Regions from separate parts of the Sus scrofa genome. Here all the other regions are linked to region 1. A link is a contact called in public HiChIP or PLAC-seq data. All regions are on one chromosome and are shown on one strand. The core of a region is the stretch at or near the end of the contact, and the rest is flanking DNA. Distances in the headings are between cores, read along the strand shown. Region 1 overlaps RBM20 (RNA-binding protein 20). Region 2 overlaps RBM20 (RNA-binding protein 20). Region 3 overlaps RBM20 (RNA-binding protein 20).

Region 1 (3,045 bases), core at 190-2,689:
AGCAGAGCTTCCGCTCCAAACACTGGAAAGAACACACACTGGAGGATTTGAACTGCCTTTCCCCTGTCCTGTAATAACTGGTTTAACCCATCAGCCCTGAGCTCCTGCCCTGGCTGGCTTTGTGTCAGCAAAGAGGGGTGTGTCTGGTCATAAGAAATCAGAGTGAGAGTGGTTTGCTTTGAGCCAGAAATGTGGAGAAACTGCAGCTTGCTTCCAAGAACGCCTGGGAATAGTCAATGATTTGGTGGCCAGAGTTTACGTCACGGGAGAATATCCTCCTCAAACTTCTAAAATGGGAGTTAGCAAACTTTCTAGGCTATATAGGCCAAGAGGCAAAATTAAGGCTATTGTGTAGAACTTATATAATCATTAACATGCCACCACATAGAGATGTGAAAAGCATTGTTAGTTCACAGATTGCACGAAAAGAGGCAGTGGATCAGATTTGGCTTGAGGACTGTGGTTGGCTGACCCGTGTTTTAAAGGCTGGTCAGAGACCCTCATTCTCAAACCAGACACCTGCTTTCAGTGTTCAGTTTCCCAGACATGAGCACTAAGGGTCTTAATTTGAGGGAGGGAATAGGAGGAAGGAAGAAGGGAAGGGATTGCTAGTTTGGATCAAGGGCAGAGATAAGGCAAAAGAGAGACACTGGGTGACAACGCCCTTCCTACACATCAGTGGCCTGGATGTGATTTTTCTTTTTTATGACCAAGAGGGATCTACTGGGGAGGTGTCACCTTGATGGTTTTTAACCTGCCAGGGTCAGTTCCTGCTTGGCCCCTTTACTCGCCATTCCTGTCTACAGGTTTCACAGCTGTGAAAAGTACCCAGTTTGCTGGGGATTTCTGTCTCCCTAAAGCCTTCAGGCCAGCTGTGAAGACATTTCTGTGCCTCCATTTGTCTGTGTGACCTTGAGCGAGTTACTTAACCTCCTAGAGCCTCAGTTTCCCCATCTGTGCAATGCAGATGATAACAGCACCTGCCTCCTCTGGGTTTTGTGAGGATGAAGGAAGTGATGGGTGTGAAAAGCAACCAACAGCGTTAGCTGTGCTCAGTAGCATTCTTTTCCCCTTGGTGTGCCCTCTTTTCTCTGCCACTGCTCACTGGTGATTGGTTTGTTCTGTTCTTTTGCTAAGGCTGGAAAAGAGGAACAGGACAGCATGGAAGAGAGCCCCTCATCAGTGGGCAGGCAGGAGAAAGAAACAGAGTCCTCTGATGCAGAGAACACAAGGACAAGGAAGGTAAAATTTGTCCTAGGTGCTGGCAGTATAGCCACATTGGCACAACAGCCATAAGGCTCCGAGTTACAGGCTTCCCGGGACTCGACCAGGTCCCCATCCTGCCGGTCGCTGCGTGGAACATGTCTGAGATCCCACCAGCAGGTCCATGAATGAAGCCTGCACTTCCTGGAGGAGCGGCTTTGCCTGGACTCTTTACAGTCTTTACTGAGGAAATCTTTAGCACATTCCTGGGCTCTACCTCAGTCCCTAGTAACTTGGCTGTGCTCGTAAGAGAAAACATGTGCCCAAAAAAGACTCAGGCTTCAGAGCCAGGCTTCCCAAATAGGCAGGCCCCTTGGGAGGGGCTGGAGGAGGAAGAGGGCGCCTTTGGGTACTCAGGCTGGGGCTCTGACCTCAGCAGGCCCAGACCCTGGGATTAAGAAAACGTCTCCTGGGCTCGTAAAGATTATTTTACTTGATTAAAATGAAAAAACCCAGTTACAAAGCTGGGGCTGCCACAGCAAAAAGAAATGTTCTTGGAACGTGGCCAGCTTCGTGCCTTTCCGGTCAGGAGGGGCGGAGAGATGAGTATCGCTGGCAGGGAACTGATCTCCTAAATCTGGCTGCTGGGTCCCTGGGCTGCTGGGGACACAAGGGGAAAGTTTTGGGAGGGGCCAAGTGTGAGCCATGGCCACAGAGGGTTGTGCCCTTGCTGAGAGAGGGTGTTTGGGGAATTCTTAGGGACTTTGCTGCAGTTACATGTAGTGATGCCCTACAGGCAGGGCAATAGCTCCAGCAAGTTGATGTAAATGGGTTTTATCACTTAATCTTTCACTCATTCAAAAACTATTTATTGAGCACCTATTATATACCGGGAGTAGAATTTTTTTGTGCCACTTAGAGGATTACACATTAAGAGCCAGATCTTGTGCTGCTTTGAGCCTCATCCTAGGGATGAATCAGTGATGAGAGACTTGAATGGTTTACAGCTCCTAATTAATTGATAAATGTTCCCAGGTAGAAATAAGATGGCTGAGCACCTTTCTGGGTTAAGGGGGTCCTCTGGTCAAGGTTTGCGCCCTCTTCTGCTTAAACACCAAGATCTACTCCTCAGCCTCCCTCTGACCTCCATTCTGCATCTTCATTCAGGAGCAAGACTCAGAGAGCGGAAGTGAGGCAGAGGGGGAGAGCTGGTACCCCACAAACATGGAGGAGCTGGTGACGGTGGACGAGGTCGGGGAGGAAGAAGATTTTATCATGGAACCGGACATCCCAGAACTGGAAGAAATTGTACCCATTGACCAGAAGGACAAAATCTGTCCAGAAATTTGTCCCTGTGTGACAACCACCTTAGAGCTGGACTTAGCCCAAGATTTCACCAAGGAGGGGGTCAAGACCATAGGTAACGGGGCAACGGAAATCAGCCTCAAGTCGCCCAAAGAACCACCTTCTGCTTCCACGAGCTGCCCCAGTGACATGGACGTGGAAATGCCTGGCCTAAATCTGGATGCTGAGCGGAAGCCAGCTGAATGCGAGACAGGCCTCTCACTGGAGGGTTCAGGTTGCTACGAGCAGCAGGCAAAGGGAGCAGAGAGTTCAGATGTTTGTCTGGCCCCTATGCTCGAGCAAATGTCTTCCCCCAAGCCAGCAGAGGAGAGGGCCTGGCAGCCTGGCCCATTTCTCGATGATGGCAAGGTCGGGGGGACCCCCGAAGACGGGGCTGCTGAAGGCCGCCCCCTGGAGGAGAAAGCCAGCACTCCCACCGAAACTGACCTCCAAAGCCAGGCTTGCCAAGGAGTGTCGACCCAGGGTAACTACCTCCCT
Region 2 (3,202 bases), core at 460-2,959, 140 kb before region 1:
TAATTCCTATCTTCTTTAGTGTAGAAAGTTGTATGCTCCAGAGCCCTGGGGAAGTTCAGACAGGTTCCTGCTCGTACTGAGAAAATGCATACAAAATTCTGGCATGCACTTTCTCCCTAAGTTGTTCATTCTGTCTGATTATAGGATTGGATAAAAAGCCAAGATATTACGGCTGTAAAAAAGTTTACAAAAGGGAATCATTTTTCATCATGTGTTCTTATCACTGTCTGTGAGGGAACCTAATAGTCACATAGGTGAGCTGGATGTAGACCTCTTGAAGCTTAGGGCCACTGAAACAATCACTCCCCCCCAAATAATGTGAGGGAGACAGTAGACTTATGGTGACATCTGTGAATCTTGGGAAGTGAATAGATTCACAGACTCTCTAGCGCGGGTTTCTGGATCTGCCTCTCAGTCTGTGATGAAGTACAGACTAGGTCTGCTCTTTTTAAAATGAGGTGATTGGATCAGCAGGTTTGGGAAAGATGTTGTGTGGGCCACTCCTGGCCTTTCTGGGGTTTGGGATAACAGTGGAAGCTCAGCACTTTTGCATGCGACCTTATGGATTCATTGTCCTCTTGTCCTTGGCGGGCCTGTCAAAGAGAAGTTATTTCAAAAGCATATCGCTGATTGTACATTTCATTCCATCAAGCGCTCAGTGCATTTCACGTAACTGCCCGAGGCGGCTGAGATAAGAGTGGAAAAGTGCCTTGTGCCCTTCTGAGCGGTGGGTGATCTATTTTCGACTTGGAGTCTGGTGACAAACCTGTCTTCTGTCAGGTCAAACTCGCAGGGACTTTCTTGTTTTCTGTTCTTCTGTTGACAGCTGTGTCCGTGTGCAGAATGGTCATAGGGTAGCTGGATGATAGCACTGGCATTTGAACACCTAGATAGTAAGGGGTGATGGAATGTATCTTTCTTTTCTATTTTGGTTAGCAAGTCTCCAGTCATCCACGGTGAGAGTGAAGACGTGAGGGGAGCCCTCCGGGAGGGTGGGCAGGAAAAGACATCCCCCTTCTGGTTTATTCTAAACCAGAGAGAGATGTTTCTACCACTGGCGGATTTAGTGCCTGGAAAGGGAATGGCTGGAAGGAAAATGGAAAAGATTGGATTTGAGGTAGCTTTGGGTAGTGGGGAGAGGGGATAGAGGTGGGATGAAAGTGATGAAAAAGGCAGGGCTTTTTTTTTTTTTTTTTTTTTTTTTGCATGCTGTGTAAAACATAAATGAAAACTCATGCACTAAAAATGGCATTTTTAGAATACTTTTACATAACATAAGATTTTGTTTTAAAAACAATGGTGCAGGCTGATATGATGGGAACACTTTTATTTATTTATTTATTTATTTATTTATTTACTTACTTACTTACTTACTCATTTCATTTTTGGCCGCCCCACAGCATATGGAGCTCCTGGGCCAGCGCTCAGATCCCTGAGCGGCAGTTTCGACCTAAGCTGCAGCTGCAGTGATGCCAGTTCCTTAACCCACTGTGCTGGGCCAGGGATCCAGTCTGCATTCCAGCATTCCCAAAAGGCCAACAATCTTGTTGTGCCACAGCGGGAACTCCGGGATCACTTTTAAATCCTCCACTGCACTTTAATGTAAATGTGCATTTGGCCTTTATGGGGGTTGGTTTGGATGCTGTCTGAATTCCTGTAGCCTTGTATCCACATTTATTAGCCATGGAGTTAAATCAAAGATCTTTACTCATCTGTAAAACATCAGGCCTGCCTGCCACCTCCCAGGGCTATTAAAGGGTCCATGACACAGAGCTATAGTTGTCAAGCTCTTTAGATATTTTGTAAAACCTGCAATAGAAACTAGGGGTCTCCTGCCCAGACTGGCTTTCCGCTGTTTATAGTAACTAGTGAGCCTTCCCTTCACCCCTCCTTTATTTAGGGTCACGGCTCCCTTTGAGACTCTGATGTATGGGCCTCCTTTCCAGAAACAAACACACACACCACAGACACACACACACACACACACTATTTAGCATTGGTGTCAGGGGTTCACAGGCTGAAGCCCAGCTGAAAACCTCTGATTTGACTGTGGTTTTTTTTCATGGAAATCATAATTCGATTTGAGAAAACTAGCTTTTTACAGATGCCTGGCGTTTGGCATTTTCTGCATCTATGTGTCTTTCTAAATCATTGATTTTTTTTTTCCAGGGGAAGAAATCATTACATTATGTCCTTAGTACAAGCTCCATGCTTTTTCTAGGACTAACTTTTTCTAGGACTGTCCCAGGTCAGTTGCATACAGCAAGATTGTAAATTATCAACAGCAAGATTGCATATGCACTGAAGGAAAAGCTGAGTCATATGGTACCAACTGTGAAAGTAGCAAGATATTAAAAGTATATAAATCAAAGGCCCCCAAATGGTGCTTCCTTTCCACCCTTAAACTGTCAGAGTTAACTAGAGCCTTTTTTTTTTTTAACTGAAGAGCCCAATCAATGTGATTTGTCATCCATGATATATTTATAGTCAAATGATTAAGTTGGATGAAGTGACAAAACACTTAAATCATGTTTATGGTCATTGATGGTTTTACACATTATTAGAAAGAAGCATAGTTACACCAAATTAGCCAGGGATATCTGATCCAGACATCAGTTCGGTAATTTCATGGGAAAAAATAAATCTAAATGAGCAAAAAATGTTTTGGTATTAACTCCAATGCGATGATATTACAAGTTACCTCAGTTAATTAGTAACACATTGTAGGACAAATGTTTGAAACTAAAATCTCATATTTTTTGCATAACAGAAAGAATCCTGCACTAGGAGCGATTTGGGAGTCTTAGCTCTCCCACTCCATTGCTGTGTGACTTTGGGCAGCCCACTTCACCACTCTGGAGCTGTGGGATGCAGGAAATGGGACTATGTATCTTCAGTGAGAGATTTCTGGGCAATGTTGACATTTTGTGACTTTAAATTTAATTCTGTGATTGCTGTTTTTGGAAAAAAAAAAAAAAAGCCCTGTTAACATTTAACATACACACAGAAAAGTGGCCAGATCATACGTGCATAGCTCATTGAATTTTCACACTTCTAACCAGTCAAGGATTAAGAGATAAACTGTTAATGTTATCAACATTCTAGAAACCACCCTTGTTGTCTCTGGGCCTTGCTACTCCTTTTTTTTTTTTTTTTTTTGTCTTTTTGTCTTTTCTAGGGCTGCTTCCTGCGGCATATGGAG
Region 3 (2,834 bases), core at 218-2,717, 160 kb before region 1:
ATAGTTAGAAAATGTCCAAAATAAATATGGGAAAAAAAGCCACCAGTTCAGTTAGCTGGCTAATTCTGATTTCTGCTGGTCCTAAACTTAATTTGCGGTTGTGGCGTATACCCTTGTTGAAGTCACTTGGCTAGCCATAAGAAAGGCTGGGGTGTGAACTCATTTCTGTCTGGCCGCAAAGCTCAAGGCTTTTCCATTTTCCCCTGTATATTATGCCCGTTTATGGCATTGTTTACAGTGAGGGTTTATAGGGTTTTACAAGTGGTCGTAATATAAACATGGAAAAATGAGGCAAAAGCAAAAACAAGGACCAAAAATAAAATCAGAACCAAAACATCAGAATTGTCTTCCTTTGAGGGAGGGAATCACCCTGAGTGCAAGGCAAGAAGGTGGAAAAAGACTGCGTACCTTCCACCTGGACTTTGTTGGGCCTTTTCTGTTGTACCACCCAGGGTTGGGGTTGAGAGAGACCTGGTTAAAGCATGGCCCATCCCTTCCTAGCTATGTGACCTTACTGTTCTGTGCCTCAGTTTCTTCAGCCAACCTCATCTGGTTGTTGGGAGGATCATGTGGGTTGGTAAGGCCTCAGATGTTTACTTCGAAAAGAGAGCAGAAGCACAGCTCACCAAGATCCTAAGAATCCCTAAGATGGACTGGGGATTATGTGTTTGGAAATGCCTTGTGACCTGGACCCTCACCCCTGGCCCAGCTCTTGCACTTTCTCCAGGACCTGGGGCAGCCTTGCTCAAGTTTGGAATGACCCTTTTCGCCTGGGTGAGGAGGCTCAGTGCTCTATGGGTCACATTTGATTTTGTTACATGGGCAGCTGGAGAAGACCCCTCTTAGATGGGTCCATAGAAAAATCTAGCTGGATAGCTGGAGGCCAGTTTTAACTTCTCCATCTTTGAGACTGGAAGGAAAAGGTGACATTGCTTGTCCTTTCTGAAGGAAGCACCACATTTTCTCTCTGATCTATCCTGTGTACCTCCTACAACCAAGAGCATTCGCCAGGAACTCTTAAAGGGCTCCTGAAAAGATCCTCATTGCCAGGATGGAGCCCTGTGTTGTGACATTCAAGTGAGAAACGAGGGGAGGGCTGTTGGTTGTAGGACTCTTGGTTGAGTCACTTGGTCACCTGGGAAGGGTCCAGGAGCCATACCTGTGGCTTTGATCTACTGTGGCCTCTGATCCCTGGGTGTCTGGCTCACTTTCCCCCATTGCATATGACCTGCCCACTTGCGGGGGGCCTGGGTGTGAGGGAGCTGCTGGCCTAGGGAGGCTCAGCCAGAGGGAGCCCTGATTTACGAACTGTCCAGATTTAACCAAGGCTACAGCACTTTTATTAATAGAACATGCTGCATTTCCTTTTTATAAAAATATGAAGATCGCTGCCCTCAGTAAAATGCCTGGTGACTTTCTGTCTTTAGGGCATGTTCATCACCAGGCTAAAATTAAAAGTGAAGTCAGGCCCTACTTGAGCCTATTTTTAACCGAGTTTAGCATATGAATGTGAACGTGAAGTCTTTCTTTAGATCTCCCTTAACTCAATTACTTACTTATGCCAAGCATCCCGCTAGGAATTTCTGAGCTGTGGCTGGATCTACCTACAGTAGGAGGCCCAGAGGGAAGTTAGGGACACCTCTCTTATCCCAGGCTATCTGAGTTTGCCTGCTTTTGCTCATCCCAACTCCATAGAAGGTTATTCTGGAAGGTTAAGGTGGAGCTAGTCATTATATTGAAAAACAAATAAATGAAACAAAGGGAAACAATCCACCAGCCAACCTATGGCTGTTCTGTGCTGCTTAGATATCACGTAGCCCCTAATTGGTATATATTTTTCTAGGGCCTCCAATTTAGAAGCTTCCACTTGGGTGGAAGGAGGGACACTGTCATTCAAGCAAAAAGTGCGAAGAGCCTTGGCATACCTCGGAGACTTGGGACGACAGGTGGAGAGAGGCAGAGGGGGAAAAAAACTTAACAAGTGTCATTCCTGTCCAGAGTTCCTGATGAGTGATGAGAGTGTTAGGGAAAACTTTCAGAAACCCTCTTAAATTCCCTCTTTGAAATCTTTTTAATGTCTGCTCTTTGAGGACTGGAAAGGGAGGGGAGGGCAGAGGGCAGAGTTGATCCTAACTCTTAAGATTCCTTTGGCCTAAAGTTTCACTTGAAGGCAGGGACTGACAAAGGCTCTTTTTTTGGTCTTTTGTCTATTTTAGGGCTGCACCCGCGGCATATGAAGGTTCCCAGGCTAGGGATCTAATTGGAGCTACAGCTGCCAGCCTATACCACAGCCACAGCAATTCGGGATCCGAGCTGCATCTGTGACCTGCACCACAGCTCATGGCAAAGCCAGATCCTTAACCCACTGAGCAAGGACAGGGATCAACCCCGCAACCTAATGGTTCCTAGTTGGATTCGTTCCCACTGCGCCACAACGGGAACTCCAAAGGCTCTTTTTTTGAACTTCTTCCTAGGCCAGTTCTCTGTGGACCTTTTTTTTGGGGAAAAAAAAAAAAAAAGCCTGTTTTTTCATAATGGATTCTGGCCCTCGTTTTGTTCTTTGGAAAAGTTATTATTTTTTTTAATGGTGATTTTATGGGAAAAAAAACATTGACAGTTTGTTCAAGTTGTGTCATTACTCTATGCTCTTTTACATGAATATGTATTCCACTCCTGTGTCCTGAACCCCTTTGAAGGCATCATTTTTAAGCAGAGGAAAAATTTCCTTTTTCTTCTTCGTCGTCGTCTTCTTCTTTTTTTTTTTTTTTTTTTTTTTTTTTTTGGTATGGCAGCAAAGCCATTATTGAGGATAAGCGGAAGATTAATTTAAAATT

What was found. HiChIP or PLAC-seq counts read pairs in DNA pulled down with a chosen protein or histone mark.
Region 2: a contact with region 1 is called in an H3K27ac HiChIP or PLAC-seq map of skeletal muscle. The contact joins two enhancer-like sites. A contact is called at or near these places in 2 of 47 Hi-C or Micro-C datasets (both in skeletal muscle) and 1 of 2 datasets of contacts at active chromatin or transcription factors (skeletal muscle).
Region 3: a contact with region 1 is called in an H3K27ac HiChIP or PLAC-seq map of skeletal muscle. The contact joins two enhancer-like sites. A contact is called at or near these places in 2 of 47 Hi-C or Micro-C datasets (both in skeletal muscle) and 1 of 2 datasets of contacts at active chromatin or transcription factors (skeletal muscle).

The regions. Positions count from the first base shown.
Region 1 is chr14:121,250,267-121,253,311 of Sscrofa11.1, forward strand. RBM20 (RNA-binding protein 20) reads left to right here. Exons shown (of 20, transcript XM_021073215.1): 16 at 1,138-1,242; 17 at 2,371-3,031. Among named protein-coding and RNA genes, the nearest start is that of PDCD4, 20 kb to the right of the region's middle. Within about 2 kb of position 1,440, at least 30 of the 83 cell types and tissues checked have an H3K27ac peak or open chromatin away from gene starts, as enhancers often do. A contact at or near this core is called in skeletal muscle, where this site is marked.
Region 2 is chr14:121,105,607-121,108,808 of Sscrofa11.1, forward strand. All of the region lies in intron 1 of RBM20 (RNA-binding protein 20), which reads left to right. Among named protein-coding and RNA genes, the nearest start is that of RBM20, 48 kb to the left of the region's middle. Within about 2 kb of position 1,710, at least 2 of the 83 cell types and tissues checked have an H3K27ac peak or open chromatin away from gene starts, as enhancers often do. A contact at or near this core is called in skeletal muscle, where this site is marked.
Region 3 is chr14:121,088,259-121,091,092 of Sscrofa11.1, forward strand. The region is part of intron 1 of RBM20 (RNA-binding protein 20); the gene reads left to right. Among named protein-coding and RNA genes, the nearest start is that of RBM20, 31 kb to the left of the region's middle. Within about 2 kb of position 1,468, at least 6 of the 83 cell types and tissues checked have an H3K27ac peak or open chromatin away from gene starts, as enhancers often do. A contact at or near this core is called in skeletal muscle, where this site is marked.